2 separate regions of the Gossypium hirsutum genome follow, and region 2 is linked to region 1. The links are chromatin contacts, called in public Hi-C maps. All regions are on one chromosome and are shown on one strand. The core of a region is the stretch at or near the end of the contact, and the rest is flanking DNA. Distances in the headings are between cores, read along the strand shown. Region 1 holds the start of LOC107952833 (activator of 90 kDa heat shock protein ATPase homolog). Region 2 holds the start of LOC107945745.

Region 1 (5,474 bases), core at 950-3,449:
ATGGGCTGGCATAAAGTGGTAAGTGAAAATAAAAGTGAAATGGGAAATGAATTAACAGTGAAAAAGTAAATGGTTTTTAATGGAATTATTTGAAAACTTTAGTGTTAAATGTTTTTTTCTATCAAATTTTTATTTAAATGTTCTATATTGATTAATGCAAAGGTAAATTTAATTCTTGAAGTACTTACTAAGCTTTCACAAGCTTAACACATTATTTATCAATACGTAGGTAAATATTCGACTTGAAGCTTTAAAGTGAAATTAGAACCTCAACTCGTCTCATCACATATCAAGGCTTGGAAGAGTATGGATTCAATCCTTTGGTATTAGTTTATGGCATGTACATAAGTTTAATTAAAGTATATGTTTAAGATTTCTAGTGAAAATACTTGGTGAATCTTAAGTACTTTGTTAGCTCTATGAACTTAGTTGAGACTTGTTTGAAGTATATGTTGTATTAAATGATGTTTTGATGGTGTTCTATGTTTTAAATTGGTTAATTGATGTATGAGAATGAATAAAATTGATTGTGGCATAAGAGTGTTTGGGCAAGTATAAGGCTCCCTTACACTTAGGGTGCAATACCCTAGTGACAAGTATTGGTACCTAAGAGTTAGAATGATAAAATCTACAATGTTTTAGCCTAGGTATTGATACCTAGCACAGAGGTACCAATACCTCTACTTCAAACCACTCAGTTTGATTAGTTTTGCTCCGGAAAGGCTTTAAATGTACTTCGTTTGCAACCAAACTTTGAAGATAGGTTAGAAATGACTAGAACCACTCCAAACGAGCTTAATTTGGTTAAAATGAATGGAATTAGATGATGTTCAAGTTTAGTGTTTGTAGTGCCCAAATGTGACATTTGTTGCTAGGGTTGTCGGGTTATCCCAAGTAATGGGTATTACAAATTGTTGGAAAAATCAATTTGGAAAACTTGTTTACACAACATAATTTTAATTTTTTTTCTAAAACCTGAGCCATTTTGTGTTATTTATAGAAATGAACTTTACCAAATTAGTACATATGTTTTTCACTCAACGGAACTTATCGATTCTTGACTTCCAACAAACACGATCTTTTTCGCTATTCTCGCACCCTCAGTTTGCTTAAAGAGTGGGCTCTAATTCAAGAACCGATCACACAATGACTACATTTAGAGTGGTGTGTTGTTTACTTATCCCATAGTCCATTTTTATAAGGAAAATCCACAAAAGTTCTATTCGAATAAGATGAGACAAAAATAATACAATTTTAATAAAAAAAACACGAACTCCCATTTAGACATCACATGGTGAGTGGCACACACATGATGAATATTCCAATATGCTACCCACCATAATACAAGTGGGCTTTATTAGGTTTTTCTTGTATTGGGTACAACTATATATTTGTTATATAGTCTTTAAAACAACTTATATAATTTATCCAACTCAATACTAGTTTTATGCTCTCAAAATATTATTTATTTAATCAATTAAAACAAATTTAATTATTTCTCTCAATTAAATTATTGGATAAACTATACCCACCGTCACTAAACTATTAGTACATTTACGTTTTGGTCACTCAACTTTAAAAATCTATAGAATGGTGGCTGAACTATTTAGAAGTTCTCATTTAAGTAATTGGGTTGTTAAAATTACTACCGTATGGCCTTTTTTGTTTGCCCCATCTGCACCAATCGAAAGCTTTCCTTCCCCTTCCCTTCTACGATTAAGTTTTTTTTTCTCATGAAACAACTTTGAACACCACAAATCTACGAACCAAAATCCAAACAATCTTCTTTTCTAATCTCCGACAATGACTATTAGATCGACTTGGATCTAAGATATGTTATTATACTTGTCGATGGGTACTAATCCACATATCGTTCATCGAAACATTGCTTGAAGCTTGTTAGCCAAACTTTTTTTTAAATAGTTTAATAACTTAAATGAAAACTTTGAAATAATTTAGTGATCATTCTGAAATTTTTTAAAGTTTAATGACCAAAATATAAATTTACTAACAATTTAATAATATTAATGTAATTTAACCAATTTTATTTAAAATGATGATATAATATACAATTTCAACTTTTCATTGGGTGGTAAAAGCTAACAAATCCATAATCAAACATACCTAAGTAAATCAATGTTTTATTTTATTGGGGAAGTTTTAAAATTACAATATTTATACTGCGATAAGCTTTGCACAAAGAAACCCTAAAAGCAGAAGAGTTCCTAGTAGTGAAGTCTTCTAGATCCTTCCTAAAATATAATATTTTATATATCTATCCCACATTCTGGATTCTTCTACCTCCCCGCCCCGAACCCTCCAGAGCGGCCCCTCCCACCCAGTTGCTTCTTTTAAGCTCTCCCTTCCATTATTATGCTCACATCTCTCTCAATCCCTAATACACCCTCGTCTTGATTTTTTCATCAATGGCCAAGTACGGCGAAGGCGACAAGCGCTGGATCGTGGAGGAAAGACCCGACGGTGCTAACGTCCACAACTGGCACTGGGCTGAAACCGATTGCCTCCCCTGGTCGAAAATGTTCTTCACCAAATCGCTTTCGGATCTCACCATCCTTGACGGCCAAGGCAATCTCCGCATCAAGACCAAGAAGGTCGAAAAGGTCGACGGCGAAGCCTATGTTAATATTCGCAAGGGTAAAGTCATTCCCGGATATGAAATCAGTTTGAGTGTATCCTGGGAAGGCGAAGCCAAAGATGGGGAAGGGAAGACGCTGTTGAAAGCTGAAGGTAACCTCGAGATTCCGTACATTTCGGATGAAAATGCTGACGAGGATCCGGAAGTTAAGGTGACGGTTAAAGACGAAGGACCCATTGGTAAAGCCTTGAAGGAAGCGATGCTGGCCAAAGGGAAGCCTTTGGTTTTGGAGAAAGTGAGGGATTTTGTTCAAGCTATGGCGAAAGGTGGCCCCGTTAAAGATGAATTGGAAGCCAAGAAATCGGCTCCCAAAACTAATACTACTACTAGTAATAGTAACTCAGCTGCAGTTTCTAAGGAGAAAGTTGGGGTGGAGAAGGAACCCAAAAAGGAAGTGGAGAAGGAAGGGAAGAAAGGGTTTAAGACGATTACAATGTCGGAGAAGTTTAATTGTAGAGCTAAGGATATGTATGAGATTTTGATGGATGAGAATAGATGGAAAGGGTTTACTCAGAGTAATGCTAGGATAAGTAAAGAAGTCGGTGGTCAATTTATTATTTTCGATGGATCGGTTACTGGTATTAACTTGGAGTTGCAAGAAGGGAAGTTGATTGCTCAGAGATGGAGATTTGGGAGTTGGCCCGACGGGATTGATTCTACTGTAAGTTTAATGGATTCCACTTTTGCCTGTTCTCCAGGATTTTGGGAATACAGTGTGGTCGAATGATGGCTTATCTTTAATGGGTTGTTGTTGCAGGTAAGACTTGTTTTCAATGAGCCTGAGCCTGGGGTTACTATAATCAAACTCACGCATTTAGATGTTCCCGAGGAGGACAGGTTGGTTTTTATTTGTTTTATTGCGCAAGATGGCTAATTTCGTACTTTCTGAATTGGGTCATTGATTTTACTTCTGTTTTTGCTTTGATTTGTCATGCAGATATGGGAATGCGACTGTGGTGGAGAACACTGAGAGGGGTTGGAGAGACCTTATTTTCAATAAGATACGAGCAGTATTTGGTTTTGGAATATGATTTATTTTATTCCGAAACGAGGAATAGTCTTTCTTTTTTGGTTTTGAATTGTTGGAACTTTATGAACACTTCTTTCTTTCAGCTATCTTATTGTGAAAAATTTATAAGACTTTGCAAGTCTGATCTTGGTCTACTGGTTCATGGTTTTAAAGTTGAAACTTGGACTGAGTGTCATTGTTGTCTTGTTTGCCGATATCTAATCTATCCCCTAAAACTTATAATAATGAGAATGATGAAAATGTTGCCTTGCCAGCAATTTCACTATAAGTCTGTCAGTGCGCATAGTGTCTCCTTGAGGATGTATATACTTTCAGTATATGTTAGTGTTATGATGTTACTTAAGAGTGAATGGTTTAATTCTCTGCTGCTTTAATGTATTGATCTTGATGATACTGAAAACAAAGCTCAAATTTTATTGTTCCCTTTCTTCTGTTAGAAGCATACAGGCTTTTTTTTTTGCATTAGGTCTTAGAATGATCAATCGCTCACGGGCAATGTGAAGTTTGTGGGTTGCTTCACTATGTTGTCCATGTTTTTACAAAGAATTTTCTCTGCGTAGTTTGTGATTATTTATTTTCAAGCAAATTAACAATCTAGTTAATGTAGATTTTGGATTGCCCATTGCTTTTGAAGTATTTTTTTTGGTTTACATCATATCTGGTGCTTGGACCACGGTTAACTTAGCTACTGATTCTGTAGTTTGTTTTTCTTTGAGGATGTAAGTGGAGACATGATTTTGTTTCTGCCGTCGGAGCAGGCATGATAATCTAGCTACTTGACATATGGCTGTGGTACTGCATTTAATGTGTTTAATCGTTCAAAATGAAGCACTTGTTTCTGTGCCAACAGTGTTGGCCCTGTGAAGAGCAGGAAGCATCTTTGGCCAAGTAATTCAGAGTGTGCGTAGGTACAACAAAACGATCATGAGGTTAGAAGAGGAAATATTCAAATTGTTGTTCCTCAATTGATGGCATATAGTTAACTGTTGTTTTGGATATGCATCTCATTGGAAATGTCTTATAATAGGAAAGAGTTAAAAAGAGAGCTTTTTATACAGGGATTAAGATGTGTTTACAGTTCTATAAGGCGCATGAGCCTCAAAGCCTCCAACTAGACACTTTGATTACTCTTTTAGTGGAGAACGTTCCAAGATGTAACTAGTGAAGATAGAACGGTTAGTAGCAGATATTTGTTGCATTGCATGTGTTTTATGTGTAAATAACAGCTCCAAATCCAATGTCTTTTAGGTAGCATGTCAAGGATTCTTAGGTTGTACATGATTAAAGTTCATTTTTCATTCAGAAACTTCAATTCATTCGCTTAGGCCTTTTAGCTTTATTAAGAACCGTTACTTTGTATTCTCCTTTTCTATTATGTATTTCTGCATAGCGTGATGAAATATTTCACCTAGAAAAAGTTGACATAGATGTTTAGTGGGGTGTCCCTGCTTGGACACTATGAGATTGCGAGTTCATCTGTGCTGTTAGAGCTATAGGTGTGCTAACATACGTCTTTATTTGTTTCTCCATACTCTTTTAAGATAATAGCTGGGGTAGGTGGATTCTTTGTTCTTTCCATTGAACCCTTCCAAGGCCATTTCTTCATGTAACGTAATGTCCGCTGGGTCCGCAATTTTCATGTCTTGGACATACAGGACTCTGGTTCTATTCAAATTGAAATTGTGGCCAATGAGGTTCTTTTCTGTGATGCAAGTTAATGACTCGGTTGGTTCACTTAAATCGTCATTTAAGCATTTTTTTAAGGGTTGAATTTGATTTGGTTTGATT
Region 2 (5,474 bases), core at 1,234-3,733, 690 kb after region 1:
AAAAAATGAACTTTCTAAACTCAAATTTTCTCTTTAAAATATAGGTGTAAAGCAATTTTTTTTCTTTTTTTCCTTTCCCTTTTTAATATTTAATTTTGATGTTAGGATTTTTTATTTTTCTATTTGTTCTTAAGAAGCATGGAACATGGAAAAGGTAAAATAATAACCTTGATTGAACCTAGTTTTAGCTAACTCACTTTTATGATAAGACTAAAACAAGTTTAGAACTCAAGATCAGAGTTTCATTTTTCTCTTAGTTTTTCAGCAACAAAACAGAGAACGAAAAAAAAGGAAACCTCAATACTGGAAACAAATCATGAATAAATTTCAGACATTTCTACATTAGAAAGGGTGGTTAGTGATGTCATGCTAGCAAGTAGGCTCATCAAAAAGGGTGGGATCACATTAGAAGGTTAGGAACTCTTTATACGATCAAGTCTCTAGCTAACCGTTTAGTGTTGAAACAACGTCTATTTACGTTTTGCATGAATGAATGTGAGCTTATTAGAGATCACATTAGTCAATTTATTACTCTACTATTGTGCTCTTTACCCTCTTTATACAAGTCTTTCAAGTAGATCTTGATTTATAGCAGAGACAAACTCTCATTTAAAGATGTGAAAGGTCCTTTGTTGAGTAAAGAAAAACTCAACAATGAGTTTGGTTCGGATAGTAAGGCAGATAGGTAAACTTCCATTTTGGTAGCATCAAAGAAGCGAGACAAAAGGTTTCACTATTGTAATAAGTTAGGTCACGTCAAAGTAGATTATTATAATATGTGAAATAAAAGGGTTGTTGAGAGTAACAAGGAAGATGTAGCTGGTGTTAATTTGGTCAACAAAAGCGGTGATGATTTCTTATTACTGTCAACGAGTGATAGCTCCGAGCTTATGTCTGAGTCAATCCTAGATTCGGGATGTTCTTTCTATATGTGTCCCAACAGAGAATGGTTCTCCATATACAGTTCAGTTGAAGATGGAGTTGTGCGCATGAGAAACGATTCATCCAGTAAGGTAATCGACATTGGACTGTTAAAATTAATATGTACGAAAGGATGATTAGGACACTCTTAGATGTCAGGTTTCTACCTGATTTACGAAAGAATCTCATCTCCTTGAGTATTTTAGACTCGAAAGGTTGCAGAATCAACATCGAGTCGAGCAACATTAAGGTGTCTCATGGGGCTCTCGTTTTGTTAAAAGGTAAAAGGACCAATAACCTTTATATTTTGGAAGGTTCAACACTGACCGGTGAAATCAAGCGTCTCTCGTCCATTACAGAGTCGAAGTCAACTAGTTTGGAGCGGAGGCAACTTAGTCATAGGAGGGAAAAATGTATGAACATTTTGTTGAAGAGATGTTCTCTTTCAGATACAGGTTTTGAAAAGTTAAGGCGCTGTGTTCGTGAAAATCAAACTCGAGTTAGTTTTGATTTGGCAGTGCACAAGTCAAAGGCTAGAGGTCTTCTTGCTTTTAAGCACAAATTCGACTCAGTTAATTCCCTACATTGTTCAAGATAGGCCGATGGCAAGTTTTGGCAAAGATGGTGTTGTGGAAATATGAGTCAAGGTGGAGATTTGTTGAGTATGCCTCATATTTCAGTCAAATTGTAGAGATAATCTCCCAGTTAAACTCTATTTATTTGTTTCAGTCGAACTTTGATTAGTCTAGATTAGTTTATTATTATTTGACCTACGAATTTAGCCTATAAAGAGGCTCTTTTATAACCTTAGAAAAGACATCCATTAAAAAATTAAAACTCATAACACTTTTGGTAAATTTTGTGTTTACGTTTAGAGGGTTCTTTATTTTCGAGTTTCGCGGTTTAGTTTTTATCTCTATCTTTTGTAGTCTTCATTCTTTTGCCATTATAGTAAAATTATCTTTCTTCGTAATTTTTTATCTTCTTTGGAGGGATTTTTTCACGTTAAATTTGTGTGTTCAAATTCTCAATTTCTTCTGCTATTTTTACTTATTCGTTGCTTAATCAGGTCTATCCCCAACACATATGTTGCAAATAAAAATAAAGTGATTTTGACTAATATAGAGAGGTCTCTAACTTTTGTCAAAGTTAAAAAAATATTATGTTAACAACTCGATGGATTAACGAAATTTTTAACATCTGTGACTAATTCAAATAATTATATTAATTAAAGTGACTAAATTGAAAAGAAATTAAAGTTGCCAAAATAGGAACAACGGTAATTTAAGATGACTTGCAGTATAATTTACCCTTTAAAATTAGAAAAAAAATGATTAAAAAAATATAGGAATTGAAACACTTTATTTATCTAGGATATATCGAGAAGAATAAAAAATAGAATAGAAAAAAAAAGGTAGAGTTAATATAATTTTTTAAAAATAAAAAGGGGGGCATCAATTAACAGATCAGAGTCGTTGCTGTTAGAGAGGAGAAGAGAGGGACCCACCAATCTCATCCAAAAAGTATAAACGATAAAACTACCCACTCCCATCATTTGGTTTCTCCCCTCGTTTCCACCCTGGCCTTCCCCTCCCGATTCCTCCACCGTTTACCTTCTCAACCGGTTACCACCTTCCCACGTGCTCCCCACGTGCATCACCCCTTCTTCCCCTTTCTGTGGTGCAACAAATAAAAGTTAGAGAGAGAAACAAATTACTGAATAATATTAAAAAAATTAGTAGTAATTATTATAAATATTTGGGTTTTGCATTTATTTTTCCATATATTCTCCTTTCTTTTATTTCTCTCTCAAAGCAAAATCAGACTTTTTTTTTTCTTGTCTTTGCCTTGTAAAGATTGATTATATCTTGCTTAGCTTTGGTTTGGTTTCCTTGAGTGTTTTGTTTTTTTATTTTCTCGAGAGAGAAAGAAAGGGAAAATCTTATCTCGCATCGATGAGGATCAGGAAAAGACAGGTTCCGCTACCTTTCTCTTCCATTTCACCAGTACCCCTTTCATCAGATCCCAACTTTAACCGCCCTCCGGTAGCGGTGGTGCAACTCCCGCTACGGCAGCAACAACCACCCACTCCTTGCTGCTTTGATCCTCACTACCCTTCTCAATCTGATCATCCGATCGGCCAAGCACTGCCAACCCAACCCCGTGATGGAACAACACATGGAAAACAACTCACGAAGAACAAACAAGACTACTTGGTTAGTTAGTTCAATGATTCAATCCTTACAAACAACTAAATAGTACATCTTATTTCCTTTCTTTCATTTTTATCATAGTTTTAACTTTGTTTCTGAGACTGCACTAGTGTTCAACGTAACAAAAAGAAATAAAGCATCTCTTGTTTGAATTCTCTTTTTACTTTGATTAATTTGCACCCATGAAAGTTGCATCAGGTAAAATTACAAACTTGCTAAGTGGGACCTTTTTTATTTCTTTTTGTAGGTTTTGAAGCCTGGAGGAGAAGAAGAAGAGGAGAAGATTAATGACACCAGGTAAGAACTGAAGGGCTAAAAAAGTTTAAATTAAAAACAAAAACCAAATTTCTTCTGTTATTTCATAAAATCTTGTAGTAAAAAGGTGAAAAAAAAAAGAAGGGTCTTGATCTTAACTTTTTAACCAACACCAACACTAAAATGAAAGAATTCTACAAAAATGAAAATAATACTGTAACTGGAAATACTGTTTTTAGGTGTTTTTATTTCAGCTTTGGCTAGCAACCATACCTTCCTATCTAATCTAATCTTTTTTTCTTTTTTCTTTTATCTTCAATTTTGGTTAACTAATATATATGTCCATGCGGTGCACGTTAGCATCGGATGCTGGTCCCCGTCTCAACTCTCAACCAATGTTATTTACATCTTGCTCCATGTTTTGCACTAATTTCATTCATTTTTTTCCATTTTTTTTCTTTAAAAAAAATTTATGTTTGTGGTTGTGGATCTTCTGGGTTGGGTTGGTTTGCTAGGGAGAAAAATGTTTTGGGTGCAAAACTAGGAACTGGGTCTCCTCCACAGTCGAGTTCTTCCCATCATCAAGGTAAGAATCTTCTGCATATGTTAATCAAAACGGAAGAATGAAACCACTAGTGTTTGATCGATGTAGTATTTGAAGGTGGTTGCACTTTGTTGTTGTTGTTGTTTTGATTGCACTTAAACTAAAAGCTGTTGGGAGATGGGGTGAGGGAGAAAAAGCATTTCCATTGAAGAAGAGAAGAGGGAGCGTTGAAACAACAGGGGACGATGATGATACGATAATGGCGAAAGATACAAATAATAAGCGGCCGATGAAGAGCAGTACCAGCAAGATGAAGACTAAGCTGAACAAGAAACTTGTGCAGCAGCAGCAGCAGCAAAGCAATGGTGAAGAACAAGAGAGCAAAGACATTGCTTGCACTAGTATTTATAATAATAACAATTCTAGTGGTGCAAAAAAGAGAGGTCGAGGTGGTGCACTCATGGAAGGGTCGCGGTGCAGTCGAGTTAATGGAAGGGGATGGAGATGTTGCCAACAAACACTCGTTGGTTACTCTCTTTGCGAGCATCATTTGGGCAAAGGTAGGTTGAGGAGCATGACTAGTGTTCGAAGCCGATCTTTAGCATCAAAGGAGGAGGGACAGCCTAATAATGGTGATAATCAAGGTCTGATGTTGTCCAATCTTTCTTCTTCGTCCCAACAATTAGCAAAGCGTGAATTGCATGGTGAAAGTGGTGGGAATGATGCAGAAGGAGAGGATCAGAAGCCATTGATGATGACAAAGAAGAGAGCGAAGCTTGGAATGGTTAAAGCTCGATCCATAAGTAGTTTGCTGGGCCAAAACGACAATGCAATTGCAGTAGCAGATGATAATAACTAGCTGAGCCTGAGAGTGTATGAAAATAAATAAATAAAAGGTTTGAGGTTACAGTTATTATTATTATTATTATTATTATTATATACCTGGTGCAACTGTTCCCAACTTCGTTTTTATTTGAGATTCTTAATGGACTGGTGCTTGATCAAATGTTTTTAATCTTTTCCTTTTCTTTTTTAAATCTTCTGTTCAGGCATGATGATGGGCTTAATGTTAAATAAATAGAATGGAGCCTTCTTTTTTCCCGTTGATTGTAGGATGTGGATTTCCTGGTCTAAAAGTACTTTAACAAATGATATTATTATATAAACACATAAATATAGTTACTGTGCATCTTTTGACCAATAAAAGTGCATGAGAATGCAGTCACGTTCATGGCTGCGCAACACAAGGTTTGATCGAAGGAAGAGCTATTGAATCTGAAAGCATGTTCAGTTAGAATTATTGACTTCTGCTTATAACATGGAAATTGAACCTTATTCTTTATTTTAAATATTTTTTTTCCTTTTTGGATAATTATGTGTGCCTTGAATAAGAATTAGAAATAGAGGTAAAATATATGGTATAACTATCATCGCGTTATTGCATGGGTAAAAATTGTGTTCCTTATATATTTATATTGTGGTGGGATGATGTGATAGGTTTGAATCGTTGTATGAGTTTTAATCATCACTCCATATAAGTG

What was found. A called contact is a pair of places that touch in the nucleus more often than the background predicts.
Region 2: a Hi-C map of leaf shows a contact between it and region 1, with 2.2 times the contacts expected there. The contact joins the promoter of LOC107945745 here to the promoter of LOC107952833 in region 1. A contact is called at or near these places in 2 of 34 Hi-C or Micro-C datasets (both in leaf).

Annotation. Positions count from the first base shown.
Region 1 is chrD04:23,506,994-23,512,467 of Gossypium_hirsutum_v2.1, forward strand. It overlaps LOC107952833 (activator of 90 kDa heat shock protein ATPase homolog), which reads left to right and starts at 2,200. Exons shown (of 3, transcript XM_016888029.2): 1 at 2,200-3,317; 2 at 3,414-3,493; 3 at 3,594-3,911. The coding sequence starts at 2,427. The coding sequence ends at 3,687.
Region 2 is chrD04:24,192,430-24,197,903 of Gossypium_hirsutum_v2.1, forward strand. It overlaps LOC107945745, which reads left to right and starts at 2,484. Exons shown (of 4, transcript XM_016879851.2): 1 at 2,484-3,137; 2 at 3,382-3,431; 3 at 3,905-3,975; 4 at 4,101-5,032. The coding sequence starts at 2,877. The coding sequence ends at 4,792.